Linked DNA regions of Mus musculus: regions 2 and 3 are each linked to region 1. A link is a contact called in public promoter capture Hi-C data. All regions are on one chromosome and are shown on one strand. Each heading gives the region's core, a stretch centred on a gene start, on an enhancer-like site or on the middle of the called end of the contact. The rest is flanking DNA. Distances are from core to core; before and after follow the strand shown.

Region 1 (3,754 bases), core at 878-3,377:
GGTGAGTATGTAGGCCCACCTGCAATCCCAGCACTCAAAAGGCAGAGACAACAGGGACTCCCTGGAGCAAGCTGGCTAGCAAGACTAGCCACCAGGTGATCACAGTCTCAGTGAGAGACCATGCCTCAGTGAATAAGGTGGGGTACAGTAAAAGGAACAACCAAGGTCCACTTCTGGCCTCCACATACACACATGTGCCCACACACGTGCAAACACACACACACGCTCGCATCTATACCATACACATAGAGAACAAGGAAGAAGGGAGAACAAATGGTGGCTTAAAAAAAAAAAAAAAAAAGGCAGTTGCTCCTGTCCGCTCCAAACGGAAGAGGAAGGCCTGATGGGCAGAAATAACGGATGGCGGATTTCTGCTCAGGATGAGGAAGAACATTCCAAAGATAAATGCTACTTAAAACTGGATGGACTGCTTATGGAAGGCAATAAAGTCCCCAGCTAGATGGCCTATGAATGAGGCCAAGCCAAAATCCAGGCGACGTGAGGAAGGAGCCTAGGATAGATCAGAAACTCCTCACCTTCCGTATTCCAAAGGCCAGTAACACATCTTCCCACTTGCCCTATAAAGTTCTCAGATGTCATTCTCATTGCCCCAGAACAGGCATCTTATCACCAAAGAGGCAGAGAAACCACCAACACCGAACAAATTGAACTCTATAAAAACTACCTATGGCTTCCAGCGCTGGAAGCTACAGGAGACACTAATCACAGCCCCACCCATCTTACTCAATGCTGTAGTCCCAGGGTCCAGCATTTAGTAGACACTCAATAAATATTTGCCCTATGAATGGCAAATGAGCGTGCTCACTTAATTTATAAAACCCTGGCTTCCATGGAGTCAGACAACTTCTCTGCCCCATCATTAATGGACAGTTATTGACATCTTTGGCTGTTCCTGGCACTGAAACATGGCCCAGTAAGGGCATTAGCTTCCCACAATCCACTCTCTGAGGACTGGGAGAAACAATGCCTGTGTCTATATTGTTTTGGGGTTTACAAAGCCTGTCTCCTGCATACTCTCACTAAGTTCCCTTCACAATAAAATAGTAAATACCATCAATTTCAACTGGAGAAGCCAAGGAACCACGCCCTTACCAAAGCTGACCGGAGAGGGTTGGTTGGGTAAAAACACAGACCCAGCTTTCCACTGCTGGATGACCACTGCTTCCATTCACCTCAGTGTCTCCCAGGAAAGGTACAACCGGATCCTCCACTATACCTCCGGGAAGTCAGAAAGGTCTGTGTTAGACACAGAACCAAACACACAGGCCTCCACAGCACGGGCTGCTATAGCAATGCTGGAATTTGCAGACAGGGCCTTTGTGGGGAAAGCAGAGATTGGAGATGCCCACGGCTTCCGTTAGCAGCAAGCCAAGAGCCTTTGTTTGCCTTTACCTCACCATCTGTCCCCAGACCTGCTAGTGCTGGTGAGTGAGATCAGGAGCCCCGCTGGCTGTTATGAATTTGGTCTTAGGTCTGCCCAAATGCACAGAAAAAAAACCCTCCTCAGAGGAATGATGACGCGGGAAACCAGGAACAGGCACTTAGGAACAGGCACTTTCCTTCCCTTCTGCATTTGAACCGGGTTACCTGGGGCCACGGAGGAACTTTTTCAGCCTAAAACTAACTGGTTGTTCAGAAAAACAAACAGTACATGATTAAACAAATCCAGGGGAGGGGGGCAAGAAACAGCAAAAACTATTTTCACAGACTTAACCAATCAATTCAGTATATACATGTATGAGAACATACACACTTAAGTGTACATGTGTGTACTTACAGATAATGTACATATCTAGGGTATAAAGTAGACTTGAATGCTATTGGTACCTCTTTTCCAGAGTGTGACTAGATCAGGGTCCAAAGCGCTTAGTAACGAACACCCAGCACTGGATCTATGTCACTGATAATTTCTCGGCCAAACTAATATTCACAGGCCAAAGCACAGCAGAGCATCTCTGCATGGCAGGGTCAAGGTGCCAGAAGCATCCTTAGCAGATGGCAGAGGCAGGTGTGTATGGGCGGCAAGAGAGGCTGATCCAGCATCATGATCATTACTGCATTTCCTAGCAACACCATGCTGGAGATGTTGTCTGAGTACCACACAGAAACTCAGGAGACAGCAAGCCCAGGCTTGTTCAAATCAAAACAAAGATTGAGGAGACCCAGCTGGTCCACGGAACACATGGAAAAACACAGCGTTGGTTCTGAATACGACAAGTTCCACACTCCCAAGAATTTGAGGGGAGAACTGCGGCATTCCACGTACAGGAGTATAAAAGGCCAGTATCGGACTTTTTCAGAAAGGCATTTGCCCAGAGAAAGGATCAGTGAAGAGCAGGGCCCTGCAGAGAGCACATCAGGGGTTCTGACGGTACACTAGCTGGAATCAGAACACGCCCACCACATCATCATTCAACCAACACAGGATGCATTGGATTTGAAACTCGGCTCAACTTGGTCCACCCACATTTAAAAGCCACATCTCATTGCTGGCCATTATTTTGAGCATGAGGTAGAAAGGCAAATATGCCCTGCTTCTCACCTCTCAAAGGAAAGGCATTGCCTTTTCTATGTGGTCACTGAGAGACCAGGTAAGCTAACATCAGTGAGACACACTGCACACGGTAAGAACTCAGTGCATGTCAGTTGTTACTCAACTGGTAATGACAGTGCCCAAAGGTCAGAGTCTAGATTCCCTTTTTTTTTTAAATTATGAGATATTCTCCCTCTGGAAAATACCAAGACCTTGGGATACATTCAATTCTGATCTACCCAGCCCATCTCACGTCATCCACCTTGTCGTTCATATTTAAAACACTCCGAATCCCATTCTTTAAAATGAGATTAAGGCATCTCTACAAAGCACGTCCCTTGGTAGCTCTTTCAACAAGCATCAGCTGGGAGTGAATGTCCTGCATTTGTTCTTTATGTAAAAAGTGTCTTTTCATCCTGACTCATAAAGGAGAGCCCAGCTGAGCTCAGAACTCAAGTTTGAAACTCGCTTGAACACTTTAATATATGTCCTGTTCTACGGCCCCTGCTATGCTGGGAAAGGGTTGTTGTCTGTGGGGAGAGAATCCACCTATTTTATTATGACCTCCTTTTAGTGTCCGAGTTGTTTTCCACACTGGTAGGTATACTGCTAATCATGCCCTCCATATTCAGTGCACTCTTACAATCTAGAAATTGGTACCTTTCCTAAATTTTGAAATACTTTTGGCACTGGCATTTACAGCAATGCCTTTACATCACTCCCAATACTGCGCAGGAGTCTTTGGAAAGAGGCAATGAATCTTCGCCTTCTTTCCTTAAACTCTCTCAGTTGCTTTCCCATAAGTGCACCATTTATCTCTTTGCTGTTTGTTCTGGGCAATTTCCTTGGATCTACCTTCTAATACACTGATTTCATCTTCTGCGATGTTTAACCCAGCCATTAAGTTATTTACTGAAACATGTTCAGTTCTAGAAACGGGGGGGGGGGGGGTTCCTTTTTAAAAATCTTCTCATTTTTGGTTTTTTGTTTGTTTCTCACGTCTACTAAACGTGCTCTCAGATAATGTCACACATGTACATGTGTATACCAACCACTCTGCTCCCCGCCTTCCTCCAGCTCCCTGCTACCCCTACCTACTTGTCCCCTTCCCCACAGACCTCTTTGTTCTGTTCTTCGATCCACTGAGTTTGGCTATGTGGTGCCTCTTATAAGAACAACAGTTTTATCCTAAGAGCCTAA
Region 2 (3,754 bases), core at 384-2,883, 180 kb before region 1:
GCAGAAGTCATTCCTACTCTTTGGCTCCACACATATCTGGGGCTTGATGACTGTTCTGGCTACCAGGAACTTCACAAGGTGGGGGAAAAGGATACACAGGCCCTAGAGTTGGTTCCCCACCCAGGCACCAGTCATTCTTTACCTTAATATCAAGAAAATGATTATGATTTCAGTTACCAAACAAACAACAAAAATAATAACAACAACAAAAACACACCTTAATCCCTGTGTCACACCCAAGAATCCACCTTGAAGGCAAGTGTCCCATCCCAGGGTCTCAGGAACTACCCCTGGTTCATTATCAGAACAGGTGCATCAGCATGGTGGATAACTTGCAAGACTGAACTTTGCACACACGGGTGAAGGGTAAGGCCATCAACCCAGAAGAACATATTGGATTGATTCTTTTAAAATATGTATTTATAAGTATATATGTGTGCCATGTGTGTGTGGGTCCTCACAGAGTCTAGGAAAGGGTTTCAGATCCCTTGGAGCTAGAGTCCCAGGCAATTATGAGCTATCCAATATTAGGTCCTAGGAACCAAACTCAGGTCCTCTAGAAGAGTGTAAGCACTTTTATCACCAAGCTATTTTCTAATCCTTCAAATGAATTTCTTAATAGCATCCTATAAATAAGTTAGCTTTGTCTGCTAAGGGGAAAATAAGTCCTACATTGGGATTGATCTGGCCAATGTAGGGGTCCTCTGTGAGTTCAGCCCTCACTTGCGGTGAGGCACAGAGGTACCACTCACTTGATCATTTCAGGACATATATAGACCTGTTCTTTTCTTTTGCGAGAGAGCCAGCTCCTATAACTTAGCATATTCTATCCACCCCTGGCATAGGGCCTCTGTGTGAACTGTTTCCTATCCAGGGAACCCTGCCTCTGGATCTTTATAGATCTGGTTCCTCAACTCTATTCATGTCTCAGATGAAATGTCACTTTGCCAAGGAGCCCTTGACTCTAATTCCACATTATTTCTCTTTCCTCATAGCACATAATGCTACCTCAAATTTTCCTATTTGATTACTAATCTATTACAATTCTTCCACCTACTCCCCCTCCCCCACAACATTCCGTGTGAACCCTGCTCTCTTCTCAGAACATACAAGTGTTCACATGGGACCCACAGTTGGTGATCATCAGTTATCGCATTGTCGGGACTGGTTAACTGGTTAACCCAGGTCAGTGTACCGCTGGCCATTAATGCCTTTCACCAACCCCTCAGTTTTATAAGAAGTTCCAACTCTCCACTGTACAGATGATAAGTTGGTCCTGCCTAATGCAACTTTCTAGGAAGGGCTGCAAAACTAATACTGCCTTAGCTGAAGGCAGACAGCAGAGACCACCCATAGCTGATGAACATGTGGGTCCAAGATTTACATAGTGTCTCTTCCTTCCATAGTACCTGTGTTAGGCAGAGAGAGACTCTTAAATGGACAGAGAGGATCCAAGAGGCTGTAGCTGTTGCTAGATAGGGAGACTGTCATAGCTGCAGGTGTCACTTACAGTCCCAGCAGAATCTGAGTGGCTGGTCGCCCTGCAGCTAAAGAAAGAGGACAGAACCCCTCCTTCATCCTAGTATCATAGCAACTGTAAATAGTGCTCATTGGCTATCACCCCAGCCATCCATGACCTTAAACCACCTGCTGCCACAGCGTTCCTGCCCTTGAAGCCCTTAATAAGGTGAGGGCTACAGGGGAGCTGGCAGGGCAGGCTCTCATGCTTTGTAAGAGCAGGAAGCAGGCAGGGGAAAGATGCGCTCTGGTTTCTAGGCGCACCAGTGCCTGCCTCCTGCTGACCCCAGAAGCCTTGGCCCGTGCTCCTGACTGTGGCTGCCCCTGAACTGCTGGTAGCTGCAGTGCTTTGCTTGAATCCTAGGTGGAGGGTGACTGAGGAACAAGAACTGGTAAGCCTCAGAGAATGCAATCGTGACACCTTTTCTGAGAAAGAACATGGTCTTGGAGTGAAGAAGTCTACAGAGATGAGACATCATCATCTTCCTATATAGCCTCACAATATCCATTAATCCACTGGCAAGGTAAACGGGAAGCTCTGGGCACAAGGGTGATTAGTCATAGGCTCGCCCTGCTAATTATGATAATTGTTATTTAATGATTTGTGTGCCTTTCTCAGCCTGCAAGCCATACATAGATGCTTGACAGATGAAGAGTTAAGATTTGGGTTGCTACTTTAGCTTTTCTTTTTCACTAAAACATAATCCATATATATGCATACACACACACACACACACATATATATATGTGTGTACATATATATGCATATATTAATTCAACAAACAAGTGGGGGGCAAAGCAAGCCTACATTAGCATCAGATGCAGCAGAACTGATCTCTAGCATTAAACCACTGGAGAGTTTGGAACCCAGCACCCAAAGATCAGTAACAAAGTGACTTGTCCTCTGGCAAGGGACATCCTGCGGCCTGAATAGGGGGCCAGGTAGAAGTAGAATTGGAGAGGTCCCCTGAAAAGGAAAATGAAAGCCATGGGAATAAAGAGGCCAGCTTCCAGCAAAACCCATAGGTCCAGGGACTTGCTCACCACAGGAGGAGGAGCTGGGGTCAAGACCAGAATAATTCATGAGAGTTCCCTCAGCTTTTGGGAGGAAGTAACTTGTACCTCCTGGGAAATGCTCGAGGGGTCCCTCCTCTTAGGCACTCTGACCGTGTTTCTTCTCAGGGCCTGCATGGCCTGCCTCACCCCAACACAGTCCCTATGATCTAACACTTGTAGACACCCCCCAATCAAATTAAAATGCACGGGGGTCTGGAGAGATGGCTCAGCAGTCAAGAGTTTGATACCCAGGACCCTCATCTGGTGGCTCACAACTGTTTAGCTCCAGGTTATTCAACCTCGTCCTCTGGCCTCTGTGGGCGCCGACATATAGGTGGCAATCCTTCACATAAGCACGTAAGAAAATCAAAAATCAAATCAAATGCAGAGAGGGAGCAAATCAAAGAGTGAAAAGAATGTCTGAGAAGTGGTCTACTTAGAGGGGGCAGAACAGCAGCTGTGCCCTACTGATCACCTGGTAGTGCACCTGCACAGATCTGAGGAGCCGGCCAGTCAGTGTCCCTGAGCCTTGCCATGCTTTGAGTCCCCTCAGACTGGAGCACAGGTCAGGCACACATTATTGGGGCAAACCAGAGTTAAGCGGTTCCGGAAGCCAGGGTGTTGAGTAGGGATGCTTTCTGAGCTGTCTTCTGAGCTATGCCGGCTTTCCTAGAAGTGTGAGTTCTATTCAGTGCCCTTCTTGCTCCGTAGCATGTAAAGAGCTCTGCCATCTGTCTTAGCCAGTTCCCATGCTCTTGTTCTAGTGACTTCCATGGTGTGATCTTAGCTGCCATTGGGCCTAACAAAAAAGCCACCTCCCCAGGTCATGTCTTCAATACCCTGCTGTCACAAAAGGCACTTGATTCTGACTTACTCTATTCTTAGCCTCAGAGGAAGATAGAAAAGCAGCCACTGCCGGCCTCTCTGGCCCTCTTTGGCTTCCTCAGCAAAGCCTGCGCTGGACAATGACCCTTGATGCAGGAGCTCCATCGGAGTGAATGCGCACCCTGATCCCAGCTATGCCTGACCCAGAGGCAGTGCTAAAGAAGGTGAGTGATGACTGGCAGGGCATCAGCGGGTGACATCGTTCTTTGCCCTGCCCCACACTCTAGGGATAACGGCGATTGATCTCAGTGTCCTGGGATCTATCTACTTGATCTTCTAAGAAGGAAGTTGCCTA
Region 3 (3,754 bases), core at 817-3,316, 130 kb before region 1:
GAAACGTGGTTATTATTTTGAGTATTTTCTCGTCCTCACTGAGACCATAGAAACCCCCTACAGCAACACAAAACTTCCACCATAGCCATGAGAAGGGATTCCCTCAAGGAGCATCACTGGTTGGTTCAGAAGTACTTGAGGAACTTTACTATTGGAACTTCCAGAATGCTTGGGCCTGGGTTGAATCTGAGTATTGGTTTGCATTTTTACTCCCATGTGATTCGCTATCTCAACACACTAGAAATGACCAGCAAGAACTCTTGAGTGAGTCTTGGTGTCAATCAAATGCAGCAACAGTAGTGGTTCGAGTCAACATGCCTTGAGGCCTCTTGGATATTAGAAATTAAAGTAGAATGGCCAGTCTCCCAACAGCCCAAAGGCCTATGGTATTATCACAGTGCTCACTTCACCAATGGAGAAACCAAGACGTAGGGTTGCTGTCACTTGTTCAAGTTCCAGAGACTTGGTTAAACGTCAGAGCCACAATTGTACCTTGGTTGTAAAGGAGGATACAGCCAAGGGTGTGGTTCACTTTGCTTCCTGTGTCTAATCAAACTCTGCTCTCTTCCAGAGGTTATTCCCACTAAGCCTTTGGGAGCATCTCTGTACTGCTCTGAGGTTAGCTGGACTACCTCATCTTCAGAGAAGAGGAAAGTCCACTTCTGTCCCCTAATGGAAATCATGACCTTGCATGTGTCATTTCTTATTTGGCTTGGGCGTCACTTGGCAGCATGTAGCATCTGTTGGCTCCTGGGACACTCTGGGCTAACCATCTATGTCACTTGTGAGCCGCTCACCTGAGAAACTGATGTCGTGGATGGGAATGGTGCGGCGCCTGCCTTCACCATGAACAGAGGTGTTCCCTTGGGCCACTGGTCCTCCCCAAGGAAATTTCTCCTTGAAAGGCTACACAGGATTCCCGGCATTATGGTGCTGGCTCTTTATGTATCCATCCCTCTCCTTAATTAGTGAGGAGCTGAGCATGGGACAGAGTCCTCCTTGAATGTATTGCAAAGAAGCATTCAGAAGCCAGAAAGGGAACATCACGGGGTTGTGTAATGTAAACAGAGCCTAAAGGAAGTGTCTGTCTGTTGCAGCAGACCTTTGACTAGAGCCTTCTTAGGTCATATGAGATGGTGATGCTTCTCATGAAAAAATACACACATCACACACACACACACACACACACACACACACACACACCACGGTGGGGGGGGGGGGGGGAGACAGAGACAGACAGAGAAGGAAATGAATAGCTTTCCTTGAGAATGGGAAAGGTTATCTCTGAGGTGGCAGAGCCCTCCTTTGATTCAACGTGTCAGTAATTGCTTATCTAGCATCTCATGACACCTGCCTTGTAGCGTGTCCCTGCCTCCAGACACTCACTATCTGGCTAGAAATGTAAGACCATCACATCAGATAACCATAGCTTTAGTTCCTATAAGCAAATCTATGGCCTATTACTAGTTACCCATAGCTGTGTACAAGTAATCCTTACTGTCCAAGGGCCTACAAAGCACTAAAAGCTAATCCAAAACAAGAGGCCTCTGTCCATACTATTCTAAAACAAAACAGGAAACCTTCCAGACAAAATACCCAAACGCCAGGGTTAGCCCTACCACTTACAAGCTATGTGACCTTGTCAAGTCAGTTCACCTCCTCTATCTAAAATAAACAACAGCAGTGCTTCTCGGTCCTACTACATAGAAACCTTTCATGCTGGCATAAAACCATTCTGCAAGCCAGGCAAGTGGCTTGGGCAGGCCATTTATTGCTCTCATTTACAGACGAGGAAACTGAGGCTTGCAGCAGAACCAGGCATAGGGTCTGTGGCCTCATAGCCTGTGACCCAGGTCTTATCCATACTGTGTCTCCAGTCACGAGGACAAACAGGAAGAGCCACTGGAAGTCTGGAAGTCGCAAAGTAGAGCTCACCATAGGAGGCCAGCGGGCCACTGTGATCTGTAGCCCAGGCAGCAACACTCCAACAGCAGAGCCGCCCCACATCCCCACTCATTCATCTTCTCCAGTCACGGGGCCGCTCAGAACTCGAGCAGATGCTGTGGAGCCTGTCCTGCCTCTGACCTACTTTCCTAGGCTGTCCATGTTTGATGATGGATCACGTATATCTATCCCCTTCACATGCGCGCTCTCTGCTGTTCACCTGTTCTCTGGAGTCAGCGTGTGGGTGGCGGGTAAGGGCGAGAAGCAGGGCAAAAAACAACAACAAACAAACAACTGACATGGAATAACGGGAAGATGTGGACCCGGTGGCAGCCTTAACCTTAGCTCTTTCCTAAGACTTTGAGCAAGTCTGCTTTACTGCTAGCCTCTGTTCCTTCATATTTAAAAATGGGAGTAATGAATTATTCTGAGGGTGAAACAGCACAATGAGTAAGAACATGGAGCCTGTTTGCCCACCCTGAGGCCCAGGGAGCCCGTGGCAAACGCTGTCTTCACTCTGCACCTCTGCTCCTTCCCATGTGAGGAGGCAATCTTCGAGAACAAATCAAGTCAGAAACAAAGCTGCCGGGAGCCTTTGAGAACAATGCCACCCTCCCCGCTGACATTGCGTCCCACTGTTCTAAGGGACACAGCACAGGCTGACCATGCACACTCTACCTCCCTTTAGAGCATTGTTTCAGAAACACTGGAGGTGTTCCGAGGACTGAGACACATATCCACAACACACCATTAAAACGCAACCGTGTTCATCAGGAGGAACTCCATATTGATCAAAACATGGGAAGATGGCGGGCTGGGAAAGTGAGAAACTGAAGCGCCTGAGTGGTATTGGCAAAGGGCAAAGCAGAAAAGAGGACAAACTGGGTGGAGAGGAGCAAGTGGGCGGCCAAACATGCAAGGCCCACTGCACCATGGTACGGAGCAGGAAAGGGTAAAGAAGTTACCGTGTGCTTTGGCCAATATCTATCACATCAGCCATTTAGCGAGTCTGGTGTGAGGCACCTGGTGGACAGTGGGCCCAGCTTGGATGCTGTTCACAGAGCTTTAAAGAAAGCATTGCTTTGTACAGCAGCTGTTCTTGCTGTGTGGGACTTGCCATCGCGATCTAGGCTGTCCATGGCACTTCCAAAACAGGTCTGTCACTAATTCTGAGCCACGTGGATGGCTTTGGTTTAGCTTCTGCCTACCCCAGGAAAGTGACAAGCACTTTTCTACACCCAAGGGCTTCATTAGAAGATAGAACCAGCGATCCTGTCCTATTCTCCCCTCTGCAGGAGTGCTCAGGTTGCTGAGTTTTTTAAGCCACTTTATTCTAATCAACTCACAAACAAAAACATCACACAGCTGGCTGAAGGCAGCCTGCCCCAAATTTCAGGCATCTCAGTGCGTTTTTATACAGTTAGAATGGCTATTATGATGTCATGGAACTTTGCTCAGGATTTTATGCTTTTTAAATTACATTTTTATTCACTTATCTAACACACATTCACACACACACACACACACACACACACACACCACATTGTGACCAATATTTTTAAAAAATAGCCGTACAGCATCTTGAGTCACTCATGTCCTTTTGTCTATATCTGACCCTTCCCCATCACTTAGTAGTACTCTCTTTTTTCATTCCAAGCGAGAGAATTTCTTCTTCTCCATTCTTGTAATTCCCATGAGGAAGAAAACCACGTCTGAGTCAGTGGACCAGGCCACCAAGCAACACAATGACAGCTTCCAGCTTCTCTGAAGAATTATCATCTGGGCCACTTCTGAATCCTAAGGGTTCTGT

Evidence for each region. Capture Hi-C pulls out chosen DNA fragments and counts their contacts.
Region 2: a contact with region 1 is called in a promoter capture Hi-C map of pancreatic islet. The contact joins two enhancer-like sites. A contact is called at or near these places in 1 of 484 Hi-C or Micro-C datasets (nephron progenitors) and 1 of 9 other capture datasets (pancreatic islet).
Region 3: a promoter capture Hi-C map of pancreatic islet shows a contact between it and region 1. The contact joins two enhancer-like sites. A contact is called at or near these places in 1 of 484 Hi-C or Micro-C datasets (nephron progenitors), 1 of 115 datasets of contacts at active chromatin or transcription factors (astrocytes) and 1 of 9 other capture datasets (pancreatic islet).

What each region holds. Positions count from the first base shown.
Region 1 is chr6:119,077,699-119,081,452 of GRCm38.p6, forward strand. All of the region lies in intron 1 of Cacna1c (calcium channel, voltage-dependent, L type, alpha 1C subunit), which reads right to left. Among named protein-coding and RNA genes, the nearest start is that of Cacna1c, 29 kb to the right of the region's middle. Within about 2 kb of position 2,128, at least 20 of the 459 cell types and tissues checked have an H3K27ac peak or open chromatin away from gene starts, as enhancers often do. A contact at or near this core is called in pancreatic islet, where this site is marked.
Region 2 is chr6:118,895,643-118,899,396 of GRCm38.p6, forward strand. The region is part of intron 3 of Cacna1c (calcium channel, voltage-dependent, L type, alpha 1C subunit); the gene reads right to left. Among named protein-coding and RNA genes, the nearest start is that of 4931430N09Rik, 17 kb to the left of the region's middle. Within about 2 kb of position 1,634, at least 6 of the 459 cell types and tissues checked have an H3K27ac peak or open chromatin away from gene starts, as enhancers often do. A contact at or near this core is called in pancreatic islet, where this site is marked.
Region 3 is chr6:118,948,380-118,952,133 of GRCm38.p6, forward strand. The region is part of intron 3 of Cacna1c (calcium channel, voltage-dependent, L type, alpha 1C subunit); the gene reads right to left. Among named protein-coding and RNA genes, the nearest start is that of Gm50599, 64 kb to the right of the region's middle. Within about 2 kb of position 2,067, at least 14 of the 459 cell types and tissues checked have an H3K27ac peak or open chromatin away from gene starts, as enhancers often do. A contact at or near this core is called in pancreatic islet, where this site is marked.